Linked DNA regions of Mus musculus: all the other regions are linked to region 2. The links are chromatin contacts, called in public HiChIP or PLAC-seq and capture Hi-C maps. All regions are on one chromosome and are shown on one strand. The core of a region is the stretch at or near the end of the contact, and the rest is flanking DNA. Distances in the headings are between cores, read along the strand shown. Region 1 holds the start of Eci3 (enoyl-Coenzyme A delta isomerase 3). Region 2 holds the start of Rpp40 (ribonuclease P 40 subunit). Region 3 holds the start of 4930529N20Rik (RIKEN cDNA 4930529N20 gene). Region 4 has its middle 95 kb from the start of Gm22674.

Region 1 (2,700 bases), core at 37-2,536, 940 kb after region 2:
AACCGAAGCAGGATACAGGAGGGAGAATGAAGAGTACAAAGTCCTTTGTGCCTAACAGAGTCATAATAGGTCCCTCCCCGGCAATTACACAGCGGGATATCACAGTCACCTTGGTACCACTTTCCCTGGTGCTTTCAATTCAATTCAAGGAAGTTCCAATTCCTTTGCTTGAGCTGTGGCTTACTGTAAAAGAAATACCTGGAAGCATAGAGCCAGAGTTAACCCTTCTGACAGCTTACAGAAAAGGTGGCAACTGACCCCAAAGTCGTTGTCACAGGTGGAAACACACGGGACTAGCAGCGACCTCATGTCACCAAAGCACTCAGGCTTGCAGGCGACTTCCTTGGGGAGACAGTGCCTTGGCGAAGGTGACACTTTGTCCAAGCACCAATTGCTAGTTAGCGGAGCGCGGCAGATGCGTAATCCCTTATCACCAGCGTGGGTTTCAACGGTTCACTCCTGTCAAGCAGACTGTCCGGAGATGAAAAATGGTGTTTAATAAACAGCAGGCAAGGGCTGAACAAATTGCTAGTCAGAAATAGTCCTAAGAGACCTGCTCTGGAGAGCAGGATCACAACGGGAGAATGGAACCAACGGTCAGAGATTTCCCACGTAAAACACTGTCTGGACTGAGAAACCATGGGCTGCAGAAACCCAGAGAGGCTGGGCACCCCAATTCTAAACGAAAATAGGTTGGGATGTCCACGGTAATCCAAGCACTTAACAGGCAGAGAGACAGAAGGATCAGCAAAGTTTAAGTGAGGCAATTTATCGTGAGATTTTTGCCTCGAAACAAATGTTTTAAAATAAAAAGCAAAAAGCTGAACACCATGGTGTGTGCCCCTGCACCCAGCACTCTGCGGGGAAGTCCATTATCGGCTACGTTCAGCACCCTCCCCTCTCTGCCCAGCACCCGGTTCTCTGCCTCCTACCCCAAAGCCCCGCACCCTACCCTCTGCATCCAATCCCCTGCACCTTGTTCTTTGAACCCAATTCCCAGAGCTCACTCACTGAACTCTGCACCCATAGGCCCTTCTCTGCCCAAAGCTCCTTGTCCTCTGCGGCCAGAGTCATGCGCCATGCTTCTGCTTCCTCAACCAAGTGCCCATCCCTGAAACCTTCTCGGGCCCAACTCAGACCACGCCCCCAGTCTCACTTTTCCTCTGCCTTCCTCTGTTCCTGGAGTCTTTCGTTCCACTCAGGATTCACTTCTGGATCCGCCCCCTGCCCAGTTCCTCCCACCGATTCCACCCATTCTTAAGCGTCTCGGCTCTGTTTGTCCTCAAGGCTGGCTTTAACTTCCTTCCTTGAGCAGAAGAGTACGCGGTGCTGGTGTCCTAGGTAAGCTTGCAGCCTCTACTGTCTGGCCCAAAGTCTCCAGCGAGGTTTGTCGCGGGCCCGCGGAGCCGCCCCGCTCTGTCATCTGGTCTGGCTAGCAGGACAGAAGGATATTGCTTTGACGGTTTCCCAGCGAGAGAGCTCTAAAGAGTGACCTCGCCTGTCTTGTACGAATGGATGTGCTCAGGCCGCCTAGAAAGCCTGGACTAGCAGCGACCTCATGTCACCAAAGCACTCAGGCTTGCAGGCGACTTCCTAAGGGAGACAGTGCCTTGGCGAAGGTGACACTTTGTCCAAGCACCAATTGCTAGCTAAGTGGAGCGCAGCAGATGCGTAATCCCTTATCACCAGCGTGGGTTTCAAGCAATTGGTTGACCTAGTTGAGAGAGGTAACTCAAAAATCTAAACCTACACTCCATTTGAATAAATTTGCTTTAAATGAGCCTTTACATTTTACAACGTCTTTTTTTTTCTCTCTCCTTGGAATAACCCTTGTCAAATTCAAATAAAATGTAGAGGAAAAAAATCTGTAATCTGTAGACAGATTTTATTCAGTGATCATTTGAAACTAGATTATTGGGACAGCAGAGAGAGAATATAACTATGGCATTTTGCTCTGTAGGGTTTGGGACAAATCGGCAATCCTGCTGCAGAAATGAAGGGCAAGGAACAAATAGAAACCAGTGTTTGTAGTCTCTGCAGGTCTTCAGGTTACCAGTGGCTCAGGTGAACCTGGATAGACCAAAGCCGAGAGTCAGTCAGCAGGACTTTGAAAATGCAATGAACCAAGTGAGACTTGAGATGGAGGACCCAGGCAACGAAGTACAGCTAAGACTCTATGCACTAGATAAGCAATGTAAGCCTGAGATCTGACATTGTTTAAAAAAAAAAAAAAAATGTGTGGGCTGGAGAGACAGCTCAGCAGTAAGTGCTTACTGCTCCTCTAAGAGGATCCAGGATTGGTTCTCAGCACCTTCAACCCTACTTTTTTTTTTCCATTTTTTTATTAGGTATTTAGCTCATTTACGTTTTCAATGCTATACCAAAAGTCCCCTATACCCCCCACCCCCCTACCCACCCACTTCCCCTTTTTGGCCCTGGCATTCCCCTGTACTGGGGCATATAAAGTTTGCAAGTCCAATGGGCCTCTCTTTCCACTGATGGCCTATTAGGCCATCTTTTGATACATATGCAGCTAAAGACAAGAGCTCCGGGGTACTGGTTAGTTCATATTGTTGTTCCACCTATAGGGTTGCAGTTAGCTGTCTCTTTTTTTTTTCCTGTTTTTATTTATTTATTTATTTATTTATTTGTCATCTTGCTATTTGTGAGGTGTTTCACATTTTTTTAAAATTAGGTATT
Region 2 (2,700 bases), core at 104-2,603:
ATCTCCAAATCAACACAGGTCAACACCACACACAGAAACAAAAGCATGAATGAAAAACACAGCAACAGGAGTCCTCCAAAAACAAAATCAATTATCCCAGAGTGGTGGTTCACATCTTAAATCCCAGCACTCAGGAGGCAGAGGCAGGTAGATCTCTTTGAGTTTGAGACCAGCCTGGTCTATATATTGAGTCTGAGGCCAGCCAGGATATATAATGAGACCCTGTCTCAAGACAAAATAACTTAACACCTGGATTCAATGATACTGAAATAGGTAAAATTCTGGGTGATTTCAGAAGTTTCCTAGTAAAAATACTTTAAGACCTCAAAAAAGATTGAAGCAAAAAGATTAATTCAATCTTCCCTAAGGAAGGACCTGGAAAGTCTGCTGTGCACACACGTGCACGTGCGCACGCATGTGTGTGCACACACAGAGAGTAAAATAGATGAGAAAAATCAACAATATGGCTTTTAAGAATTAGCTATGGGGGCTGGAGAAATGGATCATTGGTTAAGAGCACTGACTGCTCTTCCAGAGGTCCTGAGTTCAATTCCTAGCAACCACATGGTGGCTCACAACCATCCATAATAGAATCCAATGCCCTCTTCTGGTGTGTCTGAAGATAGCAACAGTGTACATGGAAGTACAATTCAGCAAAGAAACTGAGATTTGGAGTAAAATCACAAAATAGTAATGTTGGAAATGAAAAAAATAAATTAAATAATTAAAAACAAAGCAAAGAAGTTCTGTTGGAAGTAAAAATGCAGAAATGTCATATTATATTCCTCTGTAATTTCCTATACTTTTTGGGAAGGATCAGTGGGAACTTAGGGGCCTGCGGGTGGGTGAGCATTAGGAACGAGACCATATGAGGAGTCAGGAAAACAGTGCTGCAAAGCAGATGTATTTCCTGACTATACTAGGCTTTTCCTCTGTCCTATCTTCCTCCTTTTTATAAGGTGTCAGGGTCCAGTCCTTCTCTGAGTCCTGTCCAGGTATATGCACTGTTCCTCCACGGAGAAACTGTGGGATAGAATGGATGTGCCAGGTTTTTTCTTTCTTTCTTTCTTTCTTTTTTAAGATGCGGATGGTTGTGAGCCAACATGTGGTTGCTGGGATTTGAACTCAGGACTTTTGGAAGAGCAGTCAATGCTCTTACCCGCTGAGCCATCTCACCAGCCCCATGCCAGGTTCTTGAGAACCTTCAGACCCAGTGCCTGCAGGAACTGACAGACAGGGAAAGAAAGAAGGGTTAGGGCGTGGTGGAGGGAGGGGTGTAGTCAGAAAGGGGCGAATGGTGGGGTGAGGGGCGGGCCGAGGGGCGGGCCGGGAGGCGGGCCAAGAGGCGGTGCTCGCCTGGACTCCTGCTTAACATGGCCACGCTGCGCAGGCTGCAAGAGGCGCCTCGGCACTTACTGGTCTGTGAGAAATCCAACTTCGGCCACGATAAGTCTCGCCATAAGCATCTCGTGGAGACGCACTATCATAATTACAGGGTGAGTCAGGTCCACCCGGCCCTCTTAGGCTGGAGAGCTTTAAGGTAGAACCACGCCGGGTTTCACCCGGCCAGACCTCCTCGGCTTGCGAGGGTGGGCGGAGATCGTCCTCGGGCATGCTGGGAACTATAGTCTCTTCAAGTTTCTTAACTGCTTTTCTTGGCGCTGTGTAGGACTACAATTCCCAGCATGCGCCAAACACAGGGCGGTGCTCGGTCCTATGAGGAACAGCAGAGTTTTTGTGAGTTTGGCGTGGTTACTGCGGTGTTCAGGATTAAATCCTCTCGGTGTTGGGTCGAGCAGGCAGTGGAGGAGTTAGGAATGTAACCTGCACGGTCGGAGTGTGACCTGTACAACATGTAGCCGAATTACACCCTAAGTTTGGGCAGATCTCTGTGGATCAGCTTGTGACTCTTTCCAAAGCATCACGCGGTTTGACAAACGAGGAACTCCAAATAAACTTACCTTACGATGATAAGGGTTTAAGCATTTTACATCTTAAATATTGGCCTGATGGATTTCTCAGATAGATTAGCTGGCGTCCTTGTCCCTCAAGGCTGGTTGTTGGGGCTTTGCGAAACGGACTTTAGATGTTCACTTGGGGATCATTTGAAATCCGCGCGGATTTTGCATCTCTTCGGTTGAAAGGCCATCCCTGCGGTCAGGGATGTATCGCTTATCTCAACTGGTCTCACCTAGGTTTGTCTAGGAAATGGAAGCTTCCAGGAGCACTTTTGCTTCTATGTAGCTTCTTACTAATTAAATGTCCCTAAATCCCAGGAGGAGTTCCTTTGATTTCATGACTCCAGAATAAGCAAATCAAGGCATGTTGAATTATATATACTCTATTTCCTTGACTATAAAGTGTGAAAGACATAACATATATTGCTTGTATGCAAAAATAAGATTCAAGTAAGACTTCCATTGCAATGTCATGCCTCACATTGAAATGCAGAAAGGAAAAACTTGAGTAGTCAGATATCTGTTTACTTGAAATTAATAGAATTGTTGCCTAGTAGGTTGATGGTGATGCACACCTTTAAACCCAGGCAGAGGTGGGTAAATCTCTGAGTGCAAGGCTAACCTGATAAACAGAGCAAGTTCCAGGACAGCCAGGGCTACATGGAGAAACCCTGTCTCAGGGGTAGGTGGTGGTGGCTGTGTGTGTGTGTGTATGTGTGTGTGTGTGTGTGTGTGTGTGTGT
Region 3 (2,700 bases), core at 197-2,696, 740 kb after region 2:
AAAGCCCTATTAAACTCCTGACAATTTCTAATTGAGAGCATCAATGGATAAATGGAGACTTGAACTCAGCTAGAAAAGATGATGCAGGGAAAATAAGATGAATCACATGAAGATGCCCTCTTGTTTCCAGAGATGTTTATAATCTGAGTGTAAATAGGACCATTGAGAAGGGATTTATTGCTTTTCCCCACCAGAAAGGCAGTGGGAGCTGTAAACTAAAGAGTAACACCTGAATCAAAGCAGTCAATGAAGCCTTAGGTGTCAGCTTCCAACAGCAAGTCCAGACGCTCTCAACTGAGCAGACTCTGGCCCTCACAACAAGCCGTTAGGAACGACCCAAACACTTTCACATTTTCTTCCTTTTTCCTGTGTGTATGTAGATTAAGTGGTAAATATAAGAACTGTAGAATATATATGTATGTGTCTCTGTGTGTGTGTGTATTGTATGTGACTGTGTGCATGTGCATACCTATGTATGCACGCACATCTATGTAGAGATGTGTACATGTGAAAGCCAGAGGTCTATATCACGTCTCTTCTGCTATCCATTGTCCTCTTGCAATTTTGGGATACAGTATCTCACTGAACCTGGAACTCACTGACTTGTGTAAATCAGTGGTTCTCAACCTGTGGGTTTTGAATACTTTAGGGATCAAAGAACCCTTTCACAAGGGTCACATATCGGCTTGCAGATCAGATATCTATATTATGATTCATAACAGTCAGGAAATTACAGTTATGAGGTAGCAACACAATAATTTTATGGTTCCACAACATGAGGAACTGTAGTAAAGGGTCACAGCATGAGGAAGGTCAGAAACCACTAGGCTGAACTGTCTGACCAGCTAGACCCCAGGACCTTTCTCTCTGTGCCTCCCGAACACTGGCAATTGCAGGCACACCACTGCTACTTTATCCCAGCTGATCACCTGCATTCTAGGATCTGAATTCAGGTTCTTGTGCTTGCACAGCAAGCAATTTTACGAACTGAGCCGTCTCCCCAGATCTGCTTTCACCATTTCCAATGTTTTATTTCATGATTTCCCATCATAACAAACACAGCGTGAGTGCCATTCACCCTTTTGTTGATGACCCAGCGCTGTCATACAGAAAAAGTGTTCAGCTGGCTTCTCTCTCTGCTGGTTCCACTTTCTGGGATTTTTATTTACCCAAGATTAGGCTCTGTCTGAAATTGCTAAACGGAAACTATGAGAAACAGTTCATACATTTAAAATGCCGTGCCAATCTTAGAAGCATGGTAAAAATCTCACACTGTCCTGTTCCCATCCAAGATAAGAGACATCCCTTTGCCCAGTGTAGCCACCATTAGTCACCTCAGCTATCACATCATTTGTCATGATGTCACAATGCTTGCACACATATAACCATGATTTTCTTCATAATGGTCCCAAAGGACAAGAGGAATGATGCAGAGGTGTTACGGCACACAATGTGGAAGAACAGATTAACACTGGGTCTGTGGTTGCTCTGTAGTAGCCCACATAGGAGTAAGTACTGTCTGTAGTAAGGCATCCACTGAGAATACTGGACCATGTCACTCCTAGAGAAAGCAGGAATGTATTCAGTTAGGGCAAAGTGAAGAGAAGATGATCCCAGGTGCTTCTGGGATGCTGCATGCTAAGAGCTGTTTGCTCTCTTTCAGCTAGTCATCTATCAGCCTATCAACCTTATACTTTGTAGTCCTAGGGTGTGTTTGCTCTACTGAGCTCATAGAGGGGCTTGCTGAAGTGGTGGAGATGTGTTCACTACTGAAGCCCTACACTATTGTTTATTTTACTCAAGGTCCTTTAGACTGTGCTCAGACATGAATTCTTGTCAAGGAACAAATAGTAATTGCAATGTATCAGCATTTGTTCACAAAGCCGCACAGCTGTCACTCGAGATCAGACGTCACCACCTGTTGATCGCAGCAAGTACAAGTGTCGACCTTTGTCATTCTTGTCCTTCTGCCTCTTGCAGCCACTCTGTCCAGCTCTTCTGGAGTACTCACAGCAAGCTCTCCTTCATAGACTCTGAGTTATAACTTTGTGCATTGTGTTTGTTTGGTTTAAGAGTTATGTCTCTAACTAAATTCTCAGCCCAGAAGAGATGTCTTAATTTCTCACTGTCACCGCAAGCCGTGCATGCTGGGAATGTTTGTTGATGACGTAAGATTTAGCTGTATTCCCCTGGCCAGTATTTAACCCATGCTCTGGTCCAAGTTTCACCATCTGGTGCTGCTCCCAAGCTGTGGTCCAGAGTTACTCAGGCTCTGTCTGGGCTCCAGCACATTGAGATGCTCCTATTTTTATTGTGTTCCTCTCTTCTTCCCCAGCTCATGAACACTCTGGGGAAAGCCATTCATGATAAATTAAATAGCTTCCCACCCTCCAAGTACCACAGCAAGCTGCCAACACCAGTTTAAATTTCTATCCCAGGGATATTCTGAGACCTTGACAAATCACAGGGAGTGCTCAGCTTCCCTCCCATAGGCCTGTCTGAAGCCAGAGTCTCTGACTTCAGCAGCATAGGCTATACCTAGAGACCTCACCAAGACAGAGTTGCTAAGTTTCTCTCTCAGAGTCCTCTTGAGGTCTGGAGTAACAATTCCAAATTGGTATGCTTATCATATTTCCAGGTAATATAGGTAGATGTTGCGGGTCTAGGTACCCCAATTTTAAGACTCAATGCTCATTTGAT
Region 4 (2,700 bases), core at 107-2,606, 520 kb after region 2:
TGCTGATTCTCTCTGAGCAGACTGGAAAGTCATTCAAAGGTGTAGTTCTGCGTGTGGCTGGGGTGGGGGAGATGATGTTCAATCTGTTAGTTAGTGGTGGTCTGTATGCTGGTCTGTGGTTTAGAAGGGAGACACCTTGGATGGTAGGGATTGTGGTGCACTTCTGAGCCCCTCATCCTCTTTGGCGGTCCAGGATGTGTCCAGTTGTGCTGAAGAGTTAAGCCATTCATTATGGCTGTGAGATTTGGCATTCTGGAGAGCACAAGTCCCAAACATCACACATCATCCATTGCTCATGCTTGAGATGTTGATGAAAGGGATGAAACCATAAAGAACTATGTTGAGAAGGAAGATTGGCTCTTTCAATCTCTCTCTCAGGTTCGTGGAAAAGATAATGAATGAGTGGATAGATGCTGCTTCTGGTGAGAAAGCAGCCCCTCTTCTGCCTAGTGATGCTAAAAAGGGTGGGATGCGAGGAAACCTCCTGAACTTTGTATATGTGCATATGATACCTGAGCATGTGTGTGTATGTACAAGTGAGCCCTCTTTTTGTGTGGCTTTCTCCACAACATCCACTGTTTACACTGCTACCAACCTGTGCCTCTTCTCCCTCATAATCTTGAGTATGTTGCTTGTTTCTTCCTCAGAATGTTCAGAAATTGCTAGGACTGACGATAGTATAGGGACACACTAACAGTTGGATAAGCTAATGTATGATGCATGGTTGTTAAGGTTCCTGTGCTATGGGACCCAGGTTCTTGCTCAAATACCTACCTAATGTTTGTTGAATGTGCTGGATATTTTTTGTCAGTAGTTGACCAAGGCAATTGACCCTTCATAACGTTGAAGTTGAAGACCTCCAGAGAAAAGGACAGTACTCCATGAGAAGGAACAAAGTCTGCTTTCAGACCAGGATGGCACTGCAGAATTGCTAGCCCTCACAGTCATATGGGTCATTCCTTAAAATAAATCTTTCCCTGGAGGCAAAGAGGGGGAGGGGAGGTCCTGAGGACTACATGCCACAGCAGGAGGGAGGGAGAAGACCTCTGGGAATGGGAGGGGCTGCTGTGGCTCCTGCAGATGCCCTCCCACTTTGACTCCTTTCACCCCTCCTGGGGCAAGGGAGCAAATGTTCCAAGAAAGTGACTTGGAGCAGTACAGGGGAATTTCTTTCTTCTGTCTTAGGGGCTTAACACACCCATGGTACCTAAATAACATGGCTGCCTAAACAAGACCTAAAGAAATAAAATATCAGACAAACCTGCTGACAGGGAATGTGAGCTCTCAGGGGGCCCCATTCATAAGCAACTAAGCAACTACAGCAACTAAGAAATGCTGAAAGCAGAAGTACTTTCCTCAGGGATGAGCCCCTACTTGGTTATGCAATACCAAGTGCTCAACCCTGAAATCAAATACACACTAGTAGGACTAAACGACTGAGCAGGTTGTATATATATTTAGGTGTGTGTGTGTGTGTGTGTGTGTGTTCAAGTTATAATAAAAAAAGAAAGAGGCAATGAAGTGCATGGGAGGCACTGGAAGAGGAGGGAATTATGTAATTGTACTTAACGTTTGTTTTTTTTTTTGTTTTGTTTTGTTTTGTTTTGTTTTGTTTTGTTTTGTTTTTTATAAGAGGGCATCAGATCTCATTACGGGTGGTTGTGAGCCACCATGTGGTTGCTGGGATTTGAACTCAGGACCTTTGAAAGAGCAGTCAGTGCTCTTACCCACTGAGCCATCTCACCAGCCCGTATTTAACTTTTTAAAGCTTAAGAAGAGTTTAGAGCCAGAGCCAAATGTGCCAACAATGATCAGTACAGACTGTGGCAGGAAAAAGAAGGCGTCAAGAGTGGCTTGAGACTCATGGCATCTCACAGCCGTAACTCTCCATCTAAGCATCACTTGGAATGTGTGTCATGCTCTAAAGTGAAGAACTGCAGGTTCCTTTAACTCCTTCAGTGCCTAGGGTGTCTCACAGGTACTCAGCTACCCTCAGGCACCAGCCTTTCTCAGGAATCCCCAGCTTCTTCCAGTGGGGATGTCTCCAGTCACCTAACGCCCTGTGTGTGCTCCTGATCTATGTAGAGTGTTTGGGTAAATTTGACCATATGTACTGAATGAAGTGGCCTCTAGTCCAGACTGTACAAAAAATATTTCAAAATGCATGCTCCCTCCCATGGGTGTTTATTTGCATGCTAATTACTTACATGAAATTGAATTAAAAAGTTAACTTTTAAAAGGCATCTTCTGATTAGAACTCTTTCCCTTAGGGCCAGGATAAGAGGACAAGGGTGACATAAGGGGAGAATAATGCCAGTGGCAGCGACTGTGCCACGCCTTGCCTGCTTTTTTTTGATGGAGTTGGTTTTTTTTGTTTTGTTTTTTTATGAAGTCTGCACTGTTCTTGAAGCAGATGGTCCCTTGTGAGAAAGCTCATCATCCAACCTTCCAGACATAAACAGGCGCTTCAGTGTCAGTGTCATAGGCAAGTGAGATGGAGAGAGAGCCTCAGGTATATCTGGATCTGCACTGTGGCTCTAGTAGAAAGGCTACTGAACTATTGATGCGCAAGGGCATGACTTTTATACCATGTAGAGATGGAACTGGCCACTTCACACACCACTAACCATTGGCCAGAGGACAGTCATCAGTGGCTCCTCTTACTTCTGGGTAGAAAAGTACTCTGTACATAGAAGTACT

What was found. HiChIP or PLAC-seq counts read pairs in DNA pulled down with a chosen protein or histone mark. Capture Hi-C pulls out chosen DNA fragments and counts their contacts.
Region 1: an H3K4me3 HiChIP or PLAC-seq map of pro-B cells shows a contact between it and region 2, with 8 times the contacts expected there. The contact joins the promoter of Eci3 here to the promoter of Rpp40 in region 2. A contact is called at or near these places in 14 of 39 promoter capture datasets (the 3T3-L1 cell line, 3T3-L1-derived adipocytes, the C10 cell line and 8 more), 5 of 115 datasets of contacts at active chromatin or transcription factors (astrocytes, embryonic stem cells, forebrain and 1 more) and 1 of 9 other capture datasets (adipose tissue).
Region 3: a capture Hi-C map of macrophages shows a contact between it and region 2, with 4 times the contacts expected there. The contact joins the promoter of 4930529N20Rik here to the promoter of Rpp40 in region 2. A contact is called at or near these places in 10 of 39 promoter capture datasets (the 3T3-L1 cell line, 3T3-L1-derived adipocytes, the C10 cell line and 6 more), 4 of 115 datasets of contacts at active chromatin or transcription factors (bone marrow-derived macrophages, embryonic stem cells and oligodendrocyte precursor cells) and 2 of 9 other capture datasets (adipose tissue and macrophages).
Region 4: a contact with region 2 is called in an H3K4me3 HiChIP or PLAC-seq map of bone marrow-derived macrophages, with 3 times the contacts expected there. The contact joins the enhancer-like site here to the promoter of Rpp40 in region 2. A contact is called at or near these places in 5 of 39 promoter capture datasets (the 3T3-L1 cell line, 3T3-L1-derived adipocytes, hematopoietic stem and progenitor cells and 2 more) and 3 of 115 datasets of contacts at active chromatin or transcription factors (bone marrow-derived macrophages, embryonic stem cells and fetal liver).

What each region holds. Positions count from the first base shown.
Region 1 is chr13:34,962,395-34,965,094 of GRCm38.p6, reverse strand. It overlaps Eci3 (enoyl-Coenzyme A delta isomerase 3), which reads left to right and starts at 1,286. Exons shown (of 9, transcript NM_026947.4): 1 at 1,286-1,341. Gm16984 (a long non-coding RNA gene) reads right to left here and starts at 1,145. Exons shown (of 3, transcript XR_873227.2): 1 at 1,012-1,145; 2 at 259-471.
Region 2 is chr13:35,905,000-35,907,699 of GRCm38.p6, reverse strand. It overlaps Rpp40 (ribonuclease P 40 subunit), which reads left to right and starts at 1,353. Exons shown (of 8, transcript NM_145938.4): 1 at 1,353-1,496. The coding sequence starts at 1,374.
Region 3 is chr13:35,166,550-35,169,249 of GRCm38.p6, reverse strand. 4930529N20Rik (RIKEN cDNA 4930529N20 gene) reads left to right here and starts at 1,446. Exons shown (of 2, transcript NR_153831.1): 1 at 1,446-1,508; 2 at 1,804-2,104.
Region 4 is chr13:35,387,242-35,389,941 of GRCm38.p6, reverse strand. No RefSeq gene overlaps it. Among named protein-coding and RNA genes, the nearest start is that of Gm22674, 95 kb to the right of the region's middle. Within about 2 kb of position 1,356, at least 1 of the 459 cell types and tissues checked has an H3K27ac peak or open chromatin away from gene starts, as enhancers often do. A contact at or near this core is called in bone marrow-derived macrophages, where this site is marked.